Linked DNA regions of Mus musculus: region 2 is linked to region 1. Evidence: chromatin contacts called from public HiChIP or PLAC-seq data. All regions are on one chromosome and are shown on one strand. Each heading gives the region's core, a stretch centred on a gene start, on an enhancer-like site or on the middle of the called end of the contact. The rest is flanking DNA. Distances are from core to core; before and after follow the strand shown.

What was found. HiChIP or PLAC-seq counts read pairs in DNA pulled down with a chosen protein or histone mark.
Region 2: an H3K27ac HiChIP or PLAC-seq map of microglia shows a contact between it and region 1, with 4 times the contacts expected there. The contact joins the enhancer-like site here to the promoter of Ythdf2 in region 1. A contact is called at or near these places in 12 of 39 promoter capture datasets (the 3T3-L1 cell line, embryonic stem cells, erythroid cells and 5 more), 88 of 484 Hi-C or Micro-C datasets (the 63-12 cell line, the AML12 cell line, B cells and 61 more), 14 of 115 datasets of contacts at active chromatin or transcription factors (the 230-238 cell line, CD4 single positive thymocytes, CD8 T cells and 8 more) and 6 of 9 other capture datasets (adipose tissue, embryonic stem cells, embryonic tail and 3 more).

The regions. Positions count from the first base shown.
Region 1 is chr4:132,208,237-132,214,472 of GRCm38.p6, reverse strand. It overlaps Ythdf2 (YTH N6-methyladenosine RNA binding protein 2), which reads left to right and starts at 2,217. Exons shown (of 5, transcript NM_145393.4): 1 at 2,217-2,573; 2 at 3,017-3,041; 3 at 3,642-3,721. The coding sequence starts at 2,547.
Region 2 is chr4:132,243,738-132,249,973 of GRCm38.p6, reverse strand. Gmeb1 (glucocorticoid modulatory element binding protein 1) reads left to right here. Exons shown (of 10, transcript NM_020273.2): 3 at 3,906-3,988. It also overlaps the pseudogene Gm13252. Among named protein-coding and RNA genes, the nearest start is that of Gm28874, 8.2 kb to the left of the region's middle. Within about 2 kb of position 2,318, at least 73 of the 459 cell types and tissues checked have an H3K27ac peak or open chromatin away from gene starts, as enhancers often do. A contact at or near this core is called in CD4 single positive thymocytes, ECoMG myeloid progenitors, the HPC-7 cell line and 12 more, where this site is marked.

The DNA of each region.
Region 1 (6,236 bases), core at 968-3,467:
TCCTCCCTCCCCCATCTCTTAAGAAGATCACACGAAAGGAACCCACAGCATACCCACCATTTTCTAATGTTTTCAACTTATTCCTTTCTTCCTTCCTTCCTTCCTTCCTTTCTTTCTTTTTTTTTGGGGGGGGGGGTTCAAGATAGGGTTTCTCTGTATAGCCCTGGCTGTCCTGGCACTCACTTTTAGACCAGGCTGGCCTTGAACTCAGAAATTCACCTGCCTCTGCCTCCCGAGTGCTGGGATTAAAGGCGAGCGCCACCACGCCTGGCTCCTTTCTTTCTTTCTTCTTTTTTTTAACCTTTATTTTTGTGAGAAACTTGTTAGGCAGGTGGTATTATCCTCTGTCTTAAGGGAGGGAATCTGAGACAGGTGTAATAATTTTCCTAGTGTTGTACCTGGACTCGGGAGACCAGTGTTTAGACTCTCTCTCGTTCTCAGGAGATGATGTCTAGTCTAATTCTCTTTTTACAAAATCAAGCTGTCTCTAAATGCAAGCAATTGCTGATACAGTTTATATACAAAGCTGAGCCATGAGGTTGACTGGCTAATTATCTTTCATAAAAAAACCATTACTAGGCTTCTCTCATTCAATTAATGGGCTCTCCACCCTGAGATGTGACATTTTACTAAGAGTTCTTTAACTTTGGTGTCTGATCTTATTCACTTAAGCCATAAATGTGAGTATAAGCAGACAAGAAATGCTTTGCACTTACTTTGAGCGGTTTACAAAGTAAAATCCAAGAGTCTTGGCTTTTTCCTCCTGAATCTGTCAAATCCAAACCTTCTCTATCTAGCAAGCAGATGGCATTAGGTTAACAATAGTGCATTGCTCAGGTGTCTACCATTTGCAATAGCAAAACCTACTACTAAATATCCTTGTCCAGAGTGATTTTTTTTTTGTTTGTTTGTTTGTTTTTTGAGACAGGGTTTCTCTGTGTAGCCCTGGCTGTCCTGGCACTCACTTTGTAGACCGGGCTGGCCTCGAACTCAGAAATCTGCCTGCCTCTGCCTCCCGAGTGCTGGGACTAAAGGCATGCACCACTACGCCCAGCTCGTGATTTTTTTTTTTTTAAATTAAAAATGCCTTTGGTGGTGCATGCCTTTGATAACAGCATTTAGGAGGCAGAGGCAGGCAGAATTCTGAGTTCAAGGCTAGCCTGGTCTACCTAGTGAGTTTGAGGACAGCTAGAGGCACCCTGTCTCAAAACACAAACAAAAAACCCTACAAACAAAAAAAAACCTGCCTTTGCTCATCCTTTGGCTCTCCAGTGAATCTTAGCTCATGAATACAGGATTTCTTTTCTAGCTGTTGAAGAATGATATTATGTTGTTCTTTGTGTCAAAAGCACAGATCTATTTAATAACTTGATAACTTTGGCAGCATGCTTAATCTCCCTTTTCCCAGCTGTAACATTGTTTGATAGGCACTTTGAACTTGTTGAAAGTCTTTAAATTTAATGTGTCAGAAAGCACTTAATGACAAAGCCCTGCACACAGCACATACTGGAATAGCGTTCATTTTCCAGTCCTTAGATCACGAATATTTCCTCTTAGGGTCCAACAGACTTCAAGAAAGTGTGTGTGACACTGTGCATACGGGTGAGGTGTCTTTTTCTTGGGAATAAAGTCCAGAGTTTACTAGATTATTTTGGGGTCACTGACTTCTCTGAAAAAAAGAGAGTGTATATTTTTCTCCCTCAAAAGTCAAAGGGGTAAATGTCTTGTGTGCAGGGCAGTGAGGGCCGGCTTTTTAATATTTAGTGGAAGTACTGCTCCTGGGTGTTTTTTTCAAGTCCCTGAGGAAGGAAGGTGACAATAGTCTTAAGGAAGGGCGCGGGTGTCTTCTGGGCCGACCTCCATGAAGTTTTCCCTGTGAGCTCTTAGGACCTCTCTTCTGGTTCCTTTTCAAATTGGGGGAGAGTTATCAAATGCAGTTATGAGTTAGGGCTCAAGTCCTACACAGAGTAGAAGCCTCTGCCCCATTAAGAAAGGGGCTTCTGCGTGTTTTCTTAAGACAAAACAATTATTCTCTAGGTGTTTGCCAAAAAACTCCAGTGGTGACCCCCGGTGCCACCCAGGGCTCCTAGGCCCAAAGCGGCGGCGGTGGGGGCGGGGAGACCGCGCGCGCACCGCTTCCGCTCCTCCAGCCCAGCAGAGGGCGCCACGGGCGCGGCTCTCCCTTCCCGAGATGCTTCGCGCCGGGCCCTTCCGCGTGGGTCAGCGACTGTGAGAGTCAGCGCTCGCGCCGCGCGCGCCGCCCGCCTCTGCCGCTCGGCCTCCCCCATTCGGGCTGCGAGGGGGCGGGCGCGCGCTCCGGAGCATAGAGACGGGCGTTGAGCTCGGCGGCCTAGAGCGTCGCCGGATCGGAGCCGGAGCCCGAGTCGCGCGCTGTGTCTCTGCTGCGTCCGCCGAGGCGAGGCTCCGAGTGTCAGGGACAAAAGCCGCCGCCGCACCCTCTGCTCCCGTCGTCGGGGCTCATCCGCCGCCGCCGCTGTCCCGACGAGGAGTCCGCCGCCGTCGTTCCCCGTGAGGATCCGAGAGCCATGTCGGCCAGCAGCCTCTTGGAGCAGGTACAGGCCCAGCCCGCATGTCTCGGCCATTGTGTGAGGCGAGACGGGGCCCGACTAGGCCCGGGCCCGCCGCTCCTGGCCGGGCCGCGGCGGGCGCCTCTCGCGGCTCGGGATTCGGGCCTCAGACCGGCCGCGCCCTGAGTCTCCCGCCCGGCCCGCTCTTCCCGCTCCTCCCCGGGCCGGGCCGGCCGCGCCGCGCTCCCTCCCAGTAGCGGCCCGGGCTTCCCTTCCTCGTTTCCTCTCTTTCCCTCGTGTGGCTGCCGGGTGGCCGGGCTGCCGGGGCTGCCCCGCCGGCCTAGCGCTCGTCCCCGCCTCCCCCTCACCACGCGTCCCCCCCAGGCCGGTTCCTTTCTTCCCTGCTCGGGCCCCGCGTTCATTTGTCTTTCCTTTTCCGTTTTCTTCTCGGACGACTTGCTGCTCGGCGACGTCCCCTCCTCTCGCAGAGACCAAAAGGTCAAGGAAACAAAGGTAAGACCCCGCTCCTCCGGGTGGCCGCCGGCCGGGATGGGGAGGGGGGTCCGCCGGGCCGTGGGGGCGGTGGCTCGAGGACGCGCCCCGGGGAAAGGACCTTTCCGAAGCCGCTCGGGTCGCAGGTGCCGCGCGCGGGGCGGTCGCCCCTTTTGGTGTGGCCCTGCAGCTGGCGGGCAGCTTTTTTCGTTAACAACGAGTAATTCATGAGCGGCCGGGGGTGGAATGCATTTTGAGAAGCACCAGGTCCTTAGTTTTCTCGTAGGTCTTAGGAGCCCTTTGTGTTTCCTCCTCGTGGAGCACTTTCTGGAAGTCACTCACATGTGAAGGAAGCGGGGAGAGAAAGCCGGAGGGAATTGAAATTCGAAGGAGCCAATACACTGACCTTTTAAAAAGATCAGCTCGCTCTGGGGTGGAGACTCTTTTTCACTGTCCGGCTCTTGCTTCAGCCCTGGCGCTCATCGTTATTCCCCGGAGTTTCAAACCAAGTGACTCTTGGAACTAGCATGGTTTCTTCCTGGTGTGAATGTAAACTGATGGATGGGTTTGGAAGGGAGCTCTTCGGACCAGGGCATTGCTAATTTAACTTTTCCCCTCTAGTACAAAATGGTTCTGTGCATCAAAAGGATGGACTAAATGATGATGATTTCGAACCTTACTTGAGCCCACAGGCAAGGCCGGTGAGTAGTAAATTGTTCTATATTATCTGAGGGGACAGTGTACTGTTAGACTTTCTCTGCCCTGTCTCACTTTTGTGTTTGGGTGTGTTTGGGTGTGTGTGTGTGTGTGTGTGTGGCTGACTCCTAATACAACTTACTAATTTGTTATATAAAACATTAAAGATATAAGCTGTGTGGTCAACAAAGCATGTGCTCTGAGACTGCATTACTGATAACGCGAGTTGTATAAGAGCTGTTATGCTGGCATGAGTAATTGCCCCTTGTTTGCCAGGAAAGGATTAGTGCACAGCTTAAGAATATTGGCCAGAGTTTAGCCTGAGCTCTAAAGAAAACAAAACCTTGTCTTTTAGGGAAATTGGGATGATAATGTAGTGAGGAAATTCTAGTGAATGATCACCTGAACCTCACCTATACAAAACTTACTTCTCTTTTGTCTCCAGTGAGGCTCTTTGTGTATTAAAACTATTTCAAAGTGAGACAGTGGGGCGCTAGATGGTGATTTTTGGTTGTTTAGTATCTGTAGAGAACAACTTTGTGCATAGCTCTTTTGGCTAATGTGTTTGTTAAAGGAGGCTAAAACACTGTTGAACACAGTTGACATTCAGACCAAGAATGATTGCGGTTGCAGGTAGGGCCAGGTAGAGGGCTTATGCATCAGTGTGTCCTTCTAGTGTAGTTCCCATTGCCACCAAGAAAAGTTTGAGATACATTTATTTGATGGGAGGACTAGTTGCATATATATGTAGATACTCCTAATATGAACTGTATGTATGAATTGTTTGATTCACCAGCTTTATTGTCTCCTCTTAGGACAGCCACACAATTTTGGTTAATGTAAATTCACAGATAAATGTATCCAAAAGAGTTGAAGGTTTTGATTTTAGGATGCTGTAGCATAGATTAAGAAGTTTGTGGAACATTGATATAAAAATTTGAACCTGTTCTGTAGGAAAAACATATGGCTGGTTTTCAGTAACTTGACATATATGTATGTATTCAGTAACTTGACATATATGTATGTATTCAGATTTGGACCCGATTGTTCCCTAAGGTTTTTGAGATAGCTTATCTAAAAATCTTCATATTGAGAGTACAAAAAGTTTCCACACTGGCTAACCAGCCAATCAAAGAAGCAGAGGAATGAAATATTAATAATTGCTGTTAATGATGTCGTTTGCTTTCCTAATCATTGTAACTGAGTGGGAGCATTTAGGACCCATTCTAGGTAGTTCTTGCACAGTATTGTGTAATTGAGAGTGTGGAGCTCTGGCATGTGTGAACTTGCCATCTCAGGTATAGCCATTCACCTGTGTCTTGGCATAACCTGTGCTGGTGAGAGCGTTTTGTCTTCTTAGAGAAGCTGAAGCTTAGTGACTTTTAAAAACTGAGGTATGGCTATAGACCTTGAAGGACTATGGCTGATTTTGTTTTGTTTTGTTTCTTGTATATAATCTAGAGTAATTCACAGAGCTGGGTGTTGTGCCTCATGCCTTTAACTCAAGGACTAGGGAGACAGAGGCAAGTGGATCTTTTGAGTTTGAAGCCAGTCTGGTCTTAAAAGAGTTCTGGGCTAACCTTTACATGATGACTTTAGTCCCAGCATTTGGGAGGTAGAGTAAGATGAGTCTCTGTGAGCTTGAGGCCAGCCTGCTCTACAAAGTTGAGTTCCAGGGCAGCCAGGTCTGTTACACAGAGGTTTAAACATGCCTTTTTCTTTTTTTAAAAAAGAATTCTAGGCTAGCCATGACTACAGAATATGCTGTGTCTAACACAGGGCCTCATACTAAATCTTTTCTTTTTTCTTTTTTCTCTTTTTGGTGGGTGGGGTGGGAGAGTCTCCCTATGTAGTCTCGACTAGCCTCATACTTACTGAGATCTGTTTGCTTCTGTCTCCTTAATCCTAGGATTAAAGGCATAAGGCACCATACTTGGCTTTATCACGGTCTTATCAGTTGAAAAATTTATTGTGTAGATGTATTTAGAGGCTAAAGAATACAGTTTATACTGTTTCCTGGCCTTGGTAATACAAGTTTAAGTACTAAGGTACTTAGTTTTCTAAGTCTCTTCAGGATAAATCTACCTATTGGTAGCTATGGATCGGCAAATAATGAGTTGCTGGAACTATTACAGCTAAGGCAGAGTATTTTGAGTTGGGTTATGTACTTATGGGAATCAGTGTTATATACCTCTTGTTTTAAACTTGATCATTCTCTACACTGTAGGTTCATTTAATTAAGTTTTGAGATAGAGTCTTAAGAGTATTGCCCAGGCTGGCTTGGAACTATGTCTATGTAGATCAGGTTGGCTCCCAATAATTGAGATTTACCTGAGTCTGCCTCTCCAGTGCTGGGATGAAAGGCATACACACATCAACCATGCCCAGTAGTTCTGTAGGAATTTTTTTGCAAAACCCAAACAAAACATCAAGGCTTTCATATAATAATAATCTGTATACTTGATGTGAAGAGTAATTGTACATAATTTTGTATTTCTGATTATTTAAGGTTATAGACTT
Region 2 (6,236 bases), core at 1,069-3,568, 35 kb before region 1:
CTCGTTACGGATGGTTGTAAGCCACCATGTGGTTGCTGGGATTTGAACTCAGGACCTTTGGAAGAGCAGTTGGCGCTCTTAACCACTGAGCCATCTCACCAGCCCTTAATTAGCATTTTAAAATTTGATTTGTTCATACAGTTTTATAACTACCATTAAAAATTATATTCAGAATCCAAACACTTTGGCAACACATGGAACATAAAACCGGCTGGTGCAGGCTTAACCTCAGAACTCAGCTGCCCTGGAGCTCACTCTGTACAGCAGGCTGGCCTCAGCCTCCTGAGTGCTGCCACTAAACACCAGCACTGCCTGGCTTGCTTCTCCTTTTTCATTGCACAGAATCAATAACTGATTTTTATAGAAAATAACCAGATCCTTAGCTTAGAGTCTTCATCATATACTTAGGCCATACCTGAAATCTATGGGTAGCTGAGAACACGGTCACGTGTGACTGTTACAAGTCCACCTGAAGTAAGGAAGCTAATATCTTACTGAGTCCTGGGCAGGTGTGCTCCTGAGTTTGCCTGTCCTGAAACACTGCTTGACATAACTGACTTTTTTGAGGCAGACTTTGTGTAATAGCCCTGGGTGTCCTGCAGCTCTCATTGTGTGTAGACCAGGCTGGCTTTGAACTTACAGCCTGCCTCTGCTGGGATTATAGGAACAAATTACTATCACTCAGGGAGAAGACTGACTTTTTGTTTGTTTGTTTTGTTTTGTTTTGTTTTTTGTTTTTTGAGGCACGGTTTCTCTGTGTAGCCCTGGCTGTCCTGGAACTCACTTTGTAGACCAGGCTGGCCTCGAACTCAGAAATCCACCTGCCTCTGTCTCCCGGGTGCTGGGATTAAAGGTGTGCGCCTCCACCACGCCCGGCTGAAGACTGACATTTTGGTTCAAGTAATTATCAGCGCAGAATGATATGTTTTACAGTCAGTAACACACTAGGAAGACACTCACTAGGAAGAACATGACAGATTTTATCCGAAGACTAGTGATTTAGAGCACAGGGTGGAGGCTGGCTGATGTCCATTACCTGAGTGAGCTCCCCCATCGTGCCCGTGGCAGCATTGCTGGTCTCCTGAGCCCAGTAAATACCTGTCTGGAGAAGGACTGATTCCTCCTCCTCTGAGTCTCCTTACCCTCTCTCAACATCAGTAATCGTCACCAGCCTGGGGCTGGGCCACCCTTTGGCAGTTCCAAGTGATGGGCAAACTGCTGAGACAGGTGGAGAGCTGAGCTCAGTCAGTTCACTGCTTGCCTAGCTGCCTCTAAGTGTGAGGTCCTCAGGTGGATTTGGTGGTGGTGGTTTTTTTTTGGTTTGGGATGTTCGTGTGTGCGTGCGTGCGTGCGTGCGCGTATGTGTGTGTTTTTAAGACAAGGTTCCTTTGTATAGCCATGCTGGCGCTCCTCTGTAGACCAGGCTGCCCCTGAACTCAAATAGATCTACCTGTCTCTGCCTCCCCAGTCCTGGGATTAAAGTCATATGCTGCCACTTCCAGGAGTCATGACTATTATCCCTAGCAATGCAAAAATAAAAAATAAACTCAACAATGGAGGCTGGGGATGAGGGAACTTCCTGTAATTTCAGCACTGTAGAGTCTGAGGCAGAAGGATCACTTGAATTTGAGGCCAGCCTAGGCAACTCATTACTACCATGTCTCAAAATAAAAGTGAGAGATGATTCGGGCAGTGGTGGTGAACGCCTTTAATCCCAGCACTCGGGAGGCAGAGGCAGGCGGATTTCTGAGTTCGAGGCCAGCCTGGTTTACAAAGTGAGTTCCAGGACAGCCAGAGATACACAGAGAAACCCTGTCTCGAAAAATAAACCAAAAACAAAAAATAGTAAGAGATGAAAAAAATAAATAGCAATTTAGCTGAGGGGTAAAACCCTGGACGCACGTGAGAGGTTCTGGGTTTAGTCCTTAGAACTGTAAATACAAAGAAACCCAATTTTTAAATGTTTTAAGGAGGAGAACCACATGATTTTCTGGTAGGAGTATACAGGATTAATGAGAGTCTAGGCAAGCTCTTCCAAGGCTGGACATAATGAGGCCCGAGTCAAAGTAGCAGCAGTGGTGTTAGAGTCAGGGACGAGGCTGGAGTTAAAGAGTCTGTCTGGCAAGATTTGACAGCTGTTGGAACTGAGGGCACAAAGCGGAAAACTAGCAGAAGAGCTGGGTATGCAGTTTAGTGACAGAGTGCCTGTCTACCATGTCTAAGGGTCTATTTTAACGTCCACTGTACAAAAGAAAGGGAAGGAAATAGACGCAATCACCACTTCACTCAAAGGCAGGAAAAAGAGGAAGAGGTCTAGTGTAGTGCCCAGTCCCCATGCAGTGTGCAGGGTGACAGCCCTGACAGGGACAGAGCATGGGGTAAGACAATGGCTTCTGTATTGTTTGGGTTTGTTTATTGGAACAGCATCCTGCATTCCAGGTTGACCTAGAACTCCTGGCCCTTCCTGCCTCTTCCTCTCAAGTGCTGGGATGGCAGACATGTGACATTATACTCAGCTCAGGAATAAAAATAGCATGGTGATTATTGCAAACATAATTAATTCAATGGGGAGGTCTGCACAGTAGAGGTGCCACCAGGTGGTGGGTCAGCATCTGCAGAGACCAGTGTACCGGTGGTACTTTCAGATACCAGTGTGTTCAGGTTAGTGCGCAAGACTGATGAGAGAGGAAACAAAGGACACTCGTGTGACATGTTAGGTCATCTGAATGTAGAGACATTTGGGAAGATCTGCTTTACCTAACCGACTCCATCAAAGTCCACATAGGCACAACCCTGATTAGCTTCAAAGAGCACATGAGAGAGGTTGTGTTCATTGTGGTACGGTCAGAAGATTGCATAACCTCCCATTTAGTGGTACCTCTGGTGATTGCTGGGTACACGGGGCAGATTCATGTTACTATATACTTGGTTTATGCCAATAATTTGCTTCTGAAAGACTAAAAGGCTATAAAAAAAAAATAAACCCCAACTCTATAATGTGCAGATTTCAGCAAGAGCCATCCATTTCTGGGTCATCAGGCCACTTTCTGTCTCATGCTGTGTGCTGGCTCTGTTTTAGTCAGGTGAATTTTATGAACAGGTCTGTCCTATACTTGAAGCAGTATTTACTGTGTGTTGAGCATTTGCAGCAGTAGCTCTCAGCCTGCGGTCAAGACCCCTTTGAAGGTTGAACAACCCTTTCACAGAGGTTGCCTCAGACCATCAGAAAATACAGAAATTTACATTAGGATTCATGCCTGGGGCAAAGTTAGAGTTACGAAGCAGCAAGGAAATAATGTTATGGTTGGGGTCCCCACAGCATTAGTAGCTGTGTCAGAGGCTGCAGCGAAAGGAAGGTGAGAACCTGCCCTCCAGTTATTGAGGAAGGGCTGAAGAGACGGCTCAGCAGGTAGAGAGAACACGTCGCTCTTCAGAGGACCCAAGTTTGGCTCCCAACACCCACATCAGGCAGGCAGCTCACAACCACTTGTAACTCCAGCTCCACGGTATCTGACATCCCCTCTGTTCTCCATAGGTACATGCGTGCATGTGCACACACATACACACATGTGTAGATGTATATAAGCAATCATCTGGTTTTATACCCATAAGTAACACAGATCTGTAAAGTTATGAAGGAGAGGGTCCATGGAACATAGTAGCAAAGGGAATCAATGTAAGAAGGGTTCATTGACTTGGGGTGAGGTGAGCTGTTTCATCTTCTGGCAGTAACTGCTAAGTGGTCTGGGCCTCTTGAAGTTTACAATGGGAAACCTGTCAAAGTCATGCCGAAAATACCCTTATTTTACTCCTTTCTGATTAAAACACATGTCTTCACCCCTTACTATGAATATTAATTTTTCATGACTTATATAGTTTTTTATTGATGGACACTTTCACTACAGGATTTATGAAGCTGGGTCGGAGAATAGCGCAGCAGTTGTAGCCGTAGAGACCCACTCAATACACAAAATCGAGGAAGGAATTGGTAAGTCTTTCTGCCATTCTACCCAGTACCTTTGACTTCAGCTTGTTGGTGAGTTTGTGCATGTTTTTGCTGTGAAATCTCTGGAGATAAAACCCAGAACCCTGTCCAAGCCAGCAGGATGTTCACTGCTGAGCTGGGCCCCCAGCAGGATGTTCACTGCTGAGCTGGGCCCCCAGCAGGATGTTCACTGCTGAGCTGGGCCCCCAGCCTGAGTTTGCTGGTCTTTTGTGCCCTATTTTCTGTCCCAACCAACCCAGTGTACCAACTGATAATGCCACTTAAGATGGCAGACTTGGCAGGCATGATGGAGCATACCTTTAATCCCAGCACACAGGAGGCAAACACAGGCACATCTCTGAGTTTCAGGCTCTTGGACTACATAGAAAAACTCTTGTCTAAAAAAAACAACTAAGCTGGGTTGTGGGTGCACATGCCCTTTATCCTAGCACTGGGGAGTTTGAGGCCAGCCTGGTTTACAGAGCAAGTTCCAGGACAGCCAGGGTTTCATTGAGAAACCTTGTCTCAGTGATACAAAACCAAACCAAAAAACAAACATACAAAAAGATGGCAGACCTGTAACTTGATCACTTAATATCAATATATTATAGTAGCCAAAAAGTTTGGGTTTTTTGGTCTAAAAAGAATCCTGCAAGAGTGCAGGACATCTGTCTTTGAGTCCGAATGTTCGTGGTGTTGACCAGCCCGGATCGAATTTAAAAATGAGTGATGTTGAAAAAGGCAAGAAGATTTTTGTTCAGAAGTGTGCCCAGTGCCACACTGTGGAAAAGGGAGGCAAGCGTAAGACTGGACCAAATCTGCATGGTCTGCTTGGGTGGAAGCCAGGCAAGGCTGTTGGATTCTCTTACACAGATGCCAACAAGAACAAAGGCATCACCTGGGGAGAGGACACCCTCCCTGATGGAGTATTTGGAGAATCCCAAAAAGTACATCCCTGGAACAAAAATGATCTTCACTGGAATTAAGAAGAAGGGAGAAAGGCAGACCTAATAGCTTATCTTAAAAAGGCTACTAATGAGTAATTCCTCTGCCTTATTTATTACAAAACCTGTCTCATGGCTTTTAATGTATACCATAATTTAATTCATACACCAAATTCAGATCATGAATGGCTAACAATGTTCTTGTTGGGCAGTCCTGATTTAAGTGAAACTGACTTGTCATAAAGTGGGTACGGTCTTTTTTAAAGCAACAGTTCCAGTTTTATACATGCTACCACTGTTCTCCCTTTCTCAAGATAAGATTGGACTTAATTAGTAATGTTTTACTTTCCATGGATGTCGCCTCAAACCTATTAAATGGTTTTATACTTAAAAAAGGGGGGGGGGGCGGGTGAACTGGCTCAGCTGTTAAGAGTACCTACTGCTCTTCCAAAGGTCCTGAGTTCAAATCCCAGCAACCATGGTAGCTCACAACCATCTGTAACAACATCTGACTCCCTCTTCTGGAGTGTCTGAAGACAGCTACAGTGCATGTACATATAATAAATAAATAAATAAATAAATAAATAAATAAATAAAATTTAAAAAATCTTGCAGAGAGAGGTGGGGTAAAATGCTTAGCTTGAGCCTCTATGTGGGATCCGTAAGCACCATTGGGGGGAAAAACAAACAAATTAAAAAGAAACAAACAAGCACAGGACCTGTGATGTGAATCTGTAAGTCTGGCTATTTGAGCAGTTGAGGCAAAAGACTTACAAATTTAGGATGTATCTATACTGCAGGGCAAGTTCAAAGTCAGAAGATCGGGGGCATAAACTCAATAGTAAAATGCTTGTCTTGCATGTACCAGGACCTACATTCAATCCTTAGTCTTCTGTCCCCCCTCTGAAACTCCTCTTTGTGAAGCTCATATATTTATATGTAAAATATAGAAAGTAATTCCCATCTCAAAAGATCATAGGAAGAATTAAAAATTCTGGGTGTATTGTCTCATGTCTGTAATCCTGGTACTTTGGAAATAGTGGCAGCAAGATCAGGGGCCCCCTAGGCTACATAAAAAGTTCACAGCAACTTGAGGTACACAAGACCCTGCCTCAGAAAACAAACAAAAGAATTATAATATTAAAACAAGTAAAGTAAAAACAAAACAAACAAACAAAAAACCCCAAAGGTTTATGGTAGGGTTGGCCATATTGTTCAGTAGTACAACACTTAACTAGCATGTACAAAGCCCTGGGTTTGATCCCCACCAACATACAAAACAAGAGAATCTGAGGGGCTGGAGAGTG